Linked DNA regions of Mus musculus: region 1 is linked to region 2. The links are chromatin contacts, called in public promoter capture Hi-C maps. All regions are on one chromosome and are shown on one strand. Each heading gives the region's core, a stretch centred on a gene start, on an enhancer-like site or on the middle of the called end of the contact. The rest is flanking DNA. Distances are from core to core; before and after follow the strand shown.

Region 1 (5,040 bases), core at 931-3,430, 1.3 Mb before region 2:
TGGGTGCAGATTATTTTTTGATAAACAATCAGCTTTCCTTCCCTTGAGGAAAATCTTAATCTATCTGTCAGCAGCACCTTAACCTATAATCAGGACTTTGGTACAATGCTGCACTTCCCCAGTAAGATATCTGTCTCTAACCTCCCTGAACATTCTTCCTCCTCTGTCTTTTTGTTTGTCCTAGTAATCACTTTGAATTTTTGTCTGTGTAAATTATAGCATCCTTAATTTATGTAAGCTATACCTTCCAAGATTTATGTTTTTTAATGTGAGACTTTTAAAAATTCATCTTTGAAAATCTCCTTTTAAAAGGAATTTACACATTTAAAGAAATCTTTATTATTAATGTATTTCAACTTAATTAAATTACTGTAAATTATATTTTGTAGAAGATTGCCCATCCTCCAAGGAAACATGTGTGATATTTGGACAAATTACAACGCCCCTTCCCATGCAAAGGGCTATCCAATGCATGTTGAGCATCTTCTGTATAGCTAGGAAACTATGCTGAAGAAGGACATCTCCCAAGGAAGTCCTCAGTTGTAATGAAATGCGCTGTCTTCATTGGACAGTCAGGGGTGGTAGATGGAGGTTTCCAGGCAAAAGGGCAGCCTGAGAGGCCACCAGACAGCACAATTCTGGGATGATACTGTGAAACAGACAAATAGCTTCTTGGAAGCCACATGGTACATCTTCAGCTCACCTCTCACCTCCCTGCATCAGTCACTTGGCGATTCAAGTCTTTTTGACCTGAGGTTACCTGACTTAGTAAAGCCACCATGCCAGCAATGTCCCTCAATGCTTAGAATCACATCCCAACCCTACTTTGCCTTCCCAATTAAGCTCTGTTTGTTTGTGAACTATCACACACTTGTGAATTGTGACAGCAGTTTAAGATTTCAGGAAAACAGAGTCTGTAGTCATTTTTAGAAACTGTGATAGTTAGATAAATCTTATCTCTGTACCTCTCCCCACCAAGCTGAAAGGGCACAACTATTTTAGAGGGCTTTCTGTCATCCAGAGAATACTTTGTAACCTTGTCTAGAAACAAAAACTCATAAGGCACACATTCTCCATACTCAGAACTCTTGGCCTGGTGGATTGGGTTTGGAGACTTCACAGTAAGGTGAGCTAAAGCTGAGGTAATGGGCATGCTCTATCATGGATCCAGTCTGCCCCAGGCTGGCTGACACCAAGCTCCCAGAGTTGGCATGGAGACCAGGCAACTGAGCCAACATTTACTTCTGACTTGTAGGAAGAACTCAAACAATGCTGTAACTGATTTGTCAAGTAGAGTCTCGATCAATCAGGTCAAGAAGTAAGAATCAAAGATGAATTTGATTGGCTTACGTGGTCTATCTTTTTTATCCAGTGGTGATTCTTAAGCACTGGTCATACACACAGCAGTGTGATATACAATCATTCGTGTTCGCATAGAATTTTTAAACTAATTGAGACATTCACAATAACAATAAGACAAAATTATAAATTATTAGAGAGAGATAGTAGCAAAGAATTGTAATGGACTATAAAGAGGGATAGATACATCTGATGAGGTCATTTAAAAGACCTTTGTAGAAGATGTCACTGTGGAGACAACTCTGAGAGGTACAGACCTAGATGGGACAGAGAATACCCTAGGCAGAGAGATTAGCAGAAACATTCTGGGTCAATTTGTGTCCCCTTTAAGCCAGAACTACCCACAGCATTTCATTTTGTTACCTTCAGCTGACCATTAAACATAGGCACCGTGCTTAACGTAGTGAACTGTGATAGGAGACAGAGCTCAACTGGCCTAATCACGTTCCCCAAATCAGAACATTACATTTCTAAGCTAAAGTTTGGAGCTTTCGTAGTCTATCATCTAACCATGGGCTGAGATTACCGCTTTGCATCTGATTTAGTACATCCCATTAAAATGTTTAAAACACTCCAGGAGTCACTCTCTGGCCTAGGGAACCTGTAAAATCCTCAGTACCCAGCGCCTGCCACAGCAGGGACTATGTGTAGGGAGGAAAGCAAAGGGATGCAGGACAAGTCCTACTGGCCCTTCCAGGGTCCCGCCTAATTCCTATGACGCGTCTAGTGCAGGTGACACGTTCTCTAAGGTGTGGATAGGCAGGTAATTTCTGGAGAGTAGGAGGTGTGGGTTCACCTTTTGTTTGTTTTACAGTGGGGCATTATCTGAATGATACTCATTCTCTCTGGAGTGTGGACTTCGCACAAGAGGCAGTATTTTACAATAAGCACAAGCCACTGAAAGGCACTGAGCTGGCTCCTCATTCCTGAAGACTTTTTGGTTGAGAAGAGTTAAGGATTTACTGACCGGAAAAACAAATCCATTGGGAAGAGAAGAACTGTGGGCTTCTTACCCCAGGCCCTACGAAGCTATGCCGTGAAAAGGCTCCCAACGCACTGGCATACAGCATATTAGACGGGACACCACTTCTCTTGAGGACTGGAGGAAGAGACAGGAACATTTTGTTTGTCTTCAGGGTGTCTGAAGGATGGCTTCCCAGTTTCATCAGCTTCGGATCCTGGTGTGGAAAAATTGGCTAGGTGTCAAAAGGCAGCCGGTGAGGAGTTTCTTTGTTTTGTTTTGTCTAAGGTGGGAGTGCGGGGGGGTGGGGGGGGGTGGTGGTGGTGGGGGGGGGGGAGGGGGGAGGGACGCAGGCAGGGGCAGGAATACGAAGCAATAAATCCTAAAATGTGATGTTAATGAGAACTAGACAGAGAAGAGTTTAAAGGCATTTTTTTCCAAAGGAGAAATAAGATACTTAGAATTCTTGTCTCCATCCGTCTTTCAGCTAATGGGGCGAGTTAAGACATGTCCCCAAAGCAGCCTTTTGATTTGAGTAAATTAAAAGAGTAAATTGGGACAGTCCCTGAGCAAAGCCAAGGATGTACCTTGTTACTGGAGGAACTGGTACTGGTGTGGAAGTTTGGGTGTAAGCCGAGTGCTTCTAGAATTTTTCCTAATGTCATTAGAAATGAGGTGGATTTCTAATGGGATGAATGAAAGTAACATTAGAATGCATTGGAGATGGGAAGGGATGTTCCAGAAAGCGAAAAGTGATAACGACTTGGATGAAAAGATAGTAGGGTGAAGGTTGCTAGAATGGAAAACGTTCAAAAGGAATTCAAGTATCTAAAAATCATTTACTGGAAATGAGACTGTGTGTGTTGTGTGTATGACATATATATGACCTATATGTACATCTATATTACATGTATATTACTGTTTTTAAGACTACCACTGACTCTGCTGTTTTTTCACATGACTTTGGTGCTCTCACATTAATGCTTGTTTTTTTAAATTACAAAGCCAAGCTATTCAGAACTCCACAGGACAGAGTCCAGAGAGCTGGGGCAGGAACATGTTTCTGTGACCTATGTGTTCAGAAGAGCGTATGAGAACTAGGAGAACCCCGAACCTTATTGAATCCTCTTCTCTTTAGAGCAGTCACTCTTGCCTCAGTTGGGTAATGCAGATATGCAAATCAGTTGCATCATAAAACCCAGCATTTGATCCAGGTTCCTTATCTCACTCTGCACTGGCTTGCAGAGCCTGAAACCACACCATTCTAATGTAGGTATTAAAAGGAAGAATTAGCTAGGTGGTTACTTACTTTAGGGAATCTGATAGGCAGAGCTTTAGGTCATGAAGCGTCACGTGATCGAACGGGTCTGCTAAACATAAAATGATGAAATCGTTGACTTTTTTGTTTGTTTGTGTGTTAACTGTAAAAAACGGCACAGAGAAAGAAATTCCCCCCATACTTCCCACGTGGGTGATTCTGGATATCCTTCACCAGGGCAGCGCAGTTGTGGGTATGTGGATATCCCAAGCATGAGTCAGAGCTCCTCCCAGGATGATACAGCATCACCGCTTGAGCTCTGGTTTTTCCACTTACAAAATGGGCACAAGGTCTGTCAGATCCATCCTAAGACGTGGCAAGTACGGACCTAGATTCCCAGCTGCTTTCTAATGAGTATAAATTGTGGAGGGATTTGAGTAATATGGACATCTTATTTTATCCAAATTAATGATGAATGGAAGTCCATGCAAACAGAGAATAGAAGAGAAGCAGATATTTATTTAAAGCTATATATTCAAAAATCAGAAACAAAAAACGAAAAAGAAGCGAAAACTGGTATATTGTTAATAAAATCAGTTCTCAGTTTGTTCGCTTCCTTGCAGTTTCTAAAATTTTAATCATTTAATCCCAAGTTCTCCAAAACACATGCCAAGATTTCAAGTGAATATTCTCCTCCCTAATTAGGCTTTTAAAATGCCAGTATCTTTATCTGTACATTAATTCTGAAAATGGTATTTCAAAGACAGACTTTCAAACTTAAGAAAACTCAAATGAAAGTGTGTGATACTGGAAATGAACTGTCCTTATCGAATGGCAAGGAAAACACCAATATTGCCACTATGTCAACCGTCCCTAAGTTTAAAAAGAAGCTTTGTATCAAAGCGAGACCGTGGGAAGGAAAAATTATAAAGGAGGAGAATGGAAACAATGGCACAAGAAAGAAAGGAAAGATGAGGGGCTGGAGGGATGGCTCAGTGGTTAAGAACACGGACTGCTCTTCCAGAGGTCCTGACTGAGTTCAATTCCCAGCAATCACATGGTGGCTCACAACATCTGTAACGGACTCTGATGCCCTCTTCCGGGGTGTCTGAAAAGAATGACAGTCTACTCATAAAATAAATAAATAAATAAATCTTAAAAAAAAAAGAAAGAAAAGGAAAGACAAAAAATATTAAAGTAGACTGGGCACTGTGGAGAAAATACAAATGCATATAGTAGGATGGGAAATGTCACAAGACTTACAGACAGCTATGTGATTCGAGAAAGAACATAAGATATAACCTAAGAATTCACCTGGGATACACTTTGCAGGGACAACCTCTCTTAAAACTACATCCGAAACGAATTTCACTCTTACTTAGAAAACCAAAGATGAGAATTTTGAAACATTTAGGGTTAGAAAATTGGCAGTTTTACAGAATTCCAGAGAGTTCAAGGACTT
Region 2 (4,868 bases), core at 605-3,104:
GAGCAGGAGTTAAGAAAAGAAAGCATATAGACAACAGAGTTACATGTAAAAGACAAAAATAGTAAGACTCCTAGAAGAATAAGAAAATAAGCTTCACAACCAAGAGCTTGGCCATCACTTCCTGGACGCACCACCAAAATCATGATCCATGAAAGCAAACTATTTGAAATGTATATAAAGAAAATATCTAATAAATGAAAAAAAGAAAGAAATGCTTCTTCAATTGCTGTTACATCTTTTGTTGTACACATACTGGAAACAAAGGCTATCTGTAAATTAGAAGAACTTCAGTGAATTTCTAAACCATATATGTGACATAGAGACATCTAGAGACTCAGAAGTAAAACAACAAAACACAATGCCAAAGCAGACAAGTGACCTTAATAGAGAACAGGAATATATCAATAGCTGTTAGAAGAATGTGAACTGCAACCACCATCACTACCTAGTAGAAGAGACAAAATGAAGATATGGGCAATAGGAAGTGTTAGAAAGGATTCCCAAGTAAATTACTCTAAGTGCAGAAGCAATACTCCCAGTGGTGGTCTTAGTTATCAGAGCACAGCATCAACTTCTCTCCTAGGGCATTCTCAGTCAGGCTCAAGGAGATATGTTGGGGTCCAATGCCCCCTGTCCCTTTCCACTTGCTCACAGGTTCCCCTTTCATTTCCTATTCCTACTTTATATCCATCTTCTACCTGTGCTCCAGCAATTCAAGTTCTAGCATAAATGAGAAGACAACGAACTTCATATAGAATATCTAATCAGCTCCCAAAATAGCATCTGTGAAGATCACTTTTACAGATCCATGTTCTCCATTGCATTTCAGGGGCTATTTATTGATCTTTCTACACTATTCCAAGTCTCATTTCAAGGTGAGTAAATTATTTCTAAATTTAGTTTTACAAAGTACCTAATAATTTAAGCTGAAACCATCCTTCTGGCCTTGGAGAGAATATAATAAAATCCAAGCACTTCTGCCTTTTGATGAAAGGATTTGTACAGAATGACAACACTTACTCCTCATAGCCCTGAGGCCCTTCTACTGAGGATGCAAGCTCTTGTCAGCTCCTGGCTAGCTGATTAATCTCTTGTGGTTGTGCACTGGGTATCTAAAAGGAAATGTTATAAATGAAACCCATTTTTACCCTAGTGTTTGCTGCTATTTCTCTACTTACCATATGTCCTGAATTCTCCTTGAAACAAGGAGCATGTGTGGCAGTGCTGAGGTGAGAAACAATCCATTAGTGCTGCAGCCAATGCTGCAGAGGGAGCAGAGGGCCAGCACATGTGTATCCTTGCTGTTATGTCCTCAAGAGGCCTTCTTTCACCACTTCCTGTCTAGGTGATGACAACAAGGGCCCAATGCTATGTCCTTATGTGGCTTGGTTCCTGGAGACATGGGTAGAGGCACTGAGGGAATGAAGGAAGGACACACATGCACAAGTACACACACACACACACACACACACACACACACACACAGAGTTTAAACTGATAGCTTTCTCTGATGAGAGAAAAGTCACTGTAGACAAAGAAAAGTTCTTCCCGCCCCCCCCCCCTCACCCCATTCATAAATGGAAGCAGAGGATTCACATCCTATGGCTAACAATACATATACGTGTCAATTTTCTTACTTTGTTCCATTAAGATTTTTCTGCCTTCAACCTGAATATATCTTGGTCACTAGACTTCTGACTGAGCTTATGAATCTGTCTTGCACAATTGTTCCCTTCAAATTGAAACATTACGTCCTGGTAGGGGGAGGGAGGCTCGGAACATTCAAGGACCAAGTAAAGCATTCAAGAACCAGGAAGTAAATGAAATTTATAAGACTCGAAGTTCTTGAGATTTTCAAGATCCACAAGATCTACTCGTGGGAAGGAACTCTGCCTGACTGGCCGAACTGCCTGCACGCTGTGCACAGAGCTCCAGGGATGCGGCTTTTGAGTTGCCATCCATTGTTGCTGGGAGACTTCTGGTGACTTTTTGGACACACCTGCTTCCTTCTGTAAGTCACACTCATGGTGCTCTGTAAGTAACTCCGGTAGATTTACTAGTTCATGAGAGTAAACTTCAGTGAAAGTGTTTCTTTGGTTTGTCTTTGTTCTACTATGTAGGGAAAACAAGTATTTGTACATATCTCCCCAGAGAGCATGGTGCAAAAGCTTGCCCAACATATTCTATCATCATAGCTATAAAATGTAGGAACTAAATATCAATGGTATCAATTGATTGAGACAGGACCTCTAATCCCATTCTGAATCTGCAGATGCTCTGAGCTAAGCAAATTGGAGTATTTCTTTGGGATCTTTCAAATTTGACCTGACAGAACAAAATATAATAAGTGTGTGTGTGTGTGTGTGTGTGTGTGTGTGTGTGTGTGTGTGTGTGTGTTGCTGTTGCTTTGATTTGTTTGTTTTTATGTAGTTTCTGGGTCTAAGAGTCTGGAAACACTTCAGCCACATCCCATGTCTGAGGAAAAGAAAAAAGAAAAATGAAGGGCAAAGAAGAGATGAAACTATTGATACCTTTGTAATTAGGAGAGCGTGCACAAGCATGACAAAACTAATGAGTGCATCTTGTCTCCCCTTTGCTCTGCTGCTTCAATCCCGGCTTCACAAAGTACTTATGTTAAAGTTAGTGAATTTGTTCCAGCATGGAAGCTGCAGGTGGTCCATAGCTTAATCAAGGTGCTAATTGGCTGGCACTAAGTGTGGTTTGAGGTTATTACAGCAGATGGAATCCAATGAATATAGAATTCTGTTATACAAACTATAGATGTAGTTAAGCTTTCTACATCTGTGCTACATTTTTTTTTCAAGTAGACATGGGTGATAAAACACCTGCTCCTTAATTAACACTCTTTGTCGTCACTCACATAGTTCGGTTCTTCTCAGACTTGTTCTGCCGACTGAAAATGTTAAGATTGGGGATGCCATTCCTGGGGCTTCATCTTTCCTCTTTTTCTCCATAGCAAGACATGAAAAGTATTCAGGTCTTGCTGCTGAAAGTGTATGGGAATGGTTAACAAATGAGGGAGTGGATTAAAAATAAATACAGCTGACTATACCTAAAAACTGGACTCAGTAATCCCGTGAGATTGAAGGCAGCAGTTAACTGAAGCTTTTCAGGTAGACAATGGCAATTTTTCAAGTCTGGTGCATCCTTCACTCTCAAGTCAACATGTCTCCTATGACCCGACTATTCACTATAGAGTGGATGGAGGCAATATATAGAAACAAGTAATTGAGCTTTCAGACTTTCAGGTTTTCCTTGCTTCATTTGAACGTATTTGGGGGTGACTTTCATTGCTCGGGGTAGACACTGCTGATGTCTGTTCTAGCTCATGGTCTAGATTATACCAAGGCAGACCCTAAAAGGAGATAGGTTCATGGAGATCCTTTAAGAAATGGGATATGGAAAATAAGCTTCTAATTTTTCTACACCATGGAGGCTCAGGAACTCTAAGGAGAGCGGTTAAAGGTCGAGTAGTGATGTATTCCTCTGAGGGTTGTCTCAGAAAATTCCAGTCTGCCTGCCACGGGCTCACAGGCCAAAAGGAACAGAGAGAACACATCATATCACCCACCACAGTAGCCATTAGTGATTCTGTGCTCTATTTCTTCATTGGGTAAAGAATTACAAGGTGCGAAGTTTGCAGACAATAACACAGTCAGATTTACTGGAATGAAAGTAGTGCACACTCAGCACACAAAGGCCCTCCCATGATGGGGTAGGGCATCCTGAATTGGAGGACCATTTGCTCCTTTCTGCCTCCCATTTGGGCTTTTACATATTTTTTTTTAGAGAGTATAGACTAGAGATAGGTCCCATTTGTCCTTCTTGAATTAAACCAGGCAAGATGTATTTTGTGGGTTGAGTCACTTAAAGAGACAACAGGGACCTGCTTGGAAGAGACAAGGGTGATGACTTTTGAAGATCCTAAGAAGAAAAAAAGCCATTGAGTGAGAATAAATCTATCAAAAGACAAAGCCCCAGAAGTAGGCCATCCTGGATAAAAGTGAAAATAATCCGTTTTCAGCCTGATCACACATCCAGGACCTCTCTCCTTAGAAATCTATTTGAAAGTCAACTGTCTCCACTCATTCCTTACTACAAAGGGTAACCTACTAGGAGAAAGAAAGTCATAAATAGGTTTGTAAAAGAAGGCATAGCATGCTTTTAGACAAAGATCGTAGGAAAGTAGGAAGAAACATGGGGTAGAAATAGTTCCTAGTGGGAGGGCTATCAGGGCCATAATGGCAGAGCACCAAGCCCATGCAGAGCTTCCCTAACCAAGGTGGGTGGACAAAGATGGTGAGAGACAGGAGAGGGCTTCTACCAGGCGCTTCACTAGGAAAGTTTTCTCAAATAACATTGTTCCTCAGATCTACAGATAAAATCACTTTACTACACAGTAAGCAGAATTATACAAAACAATATCCAAGTGCATTTCAAAGCATTTGCACTGATTTTTGTTTAAAGAAAAAAAATGCATAAAGACCCTGAGGACTCACATTCTCTTAATCACTTGGTATAATGAGCTTTTTATTTTATGTTTCCAATCAAATGAATGCAAAATAGAGCTCATAATAGCATGATATGTAATTCTTTGATCATTATTGAGTTCAAATTATCTCTTCATATGTTTATTGGCTATCTATCTGCTTTTCTGTAAAGTATTATTCATAGTTTAGAGCCATTTATCTGTTGAATTGTCTGTTCTTTTATATTGATTTGCCGAATTTATTAACATATAATAAGTATCTGTGATACTTAATAGTTTGATGAATGTAGAGAATATAAATGTTTTTACCCTATCTGTAATATAGACTGTTGCTATTATTTTATATTTACAAATAAAA

Evidence for each region. Promoter capture Hi-C pulls out the DNA fragments that hold promoters and counts their contacts.
Region 1: a promoter capture Hi-C map of hippocampal neurons shows a contact between it and region 2, with 4 times the contacts expected there. The contact joins the promoter of Abca12 here to the enhancer-like site in region 2. A contact is called at or near these places in 8 of 39 promoter capture datasets (3T3-L1-derived adipocytes, the C10 cell line, the HPC-7 cell line and 5 more) and 1 of 9 other capture datasets (liver).

What each region holds. Positions count from the first base shown.
Region 1 is chr1:71,412,050-71,417,089 of GRCm38.p6, reverse strand. It overlaps Abca12 (ATP-binding cassette, sub-family A (ABC1), member 12), which reads left to right and starts at 2,180. Exons shown (of 53, transcript NM_175210.3): 1 at 2,180-2,576. The coding sequence starts at 2,508.
Region 2 is chr1:70,101,792-70,106,659 of GRCm38.p6, reverse strand. All of the region lies in intron 11 of Spag16 (sperm associated antigen 16), which reads right to left. Among named protein-coding and RNA genes, the nearest start is that of Gm23879, 150 kb to the right of the region's middle. Within about 2 kb of position 1,854, at least 1 of the 459 cell types and tissues checked has an H3K27ac peak or open chromatin away from gene starts, as enhancers often do.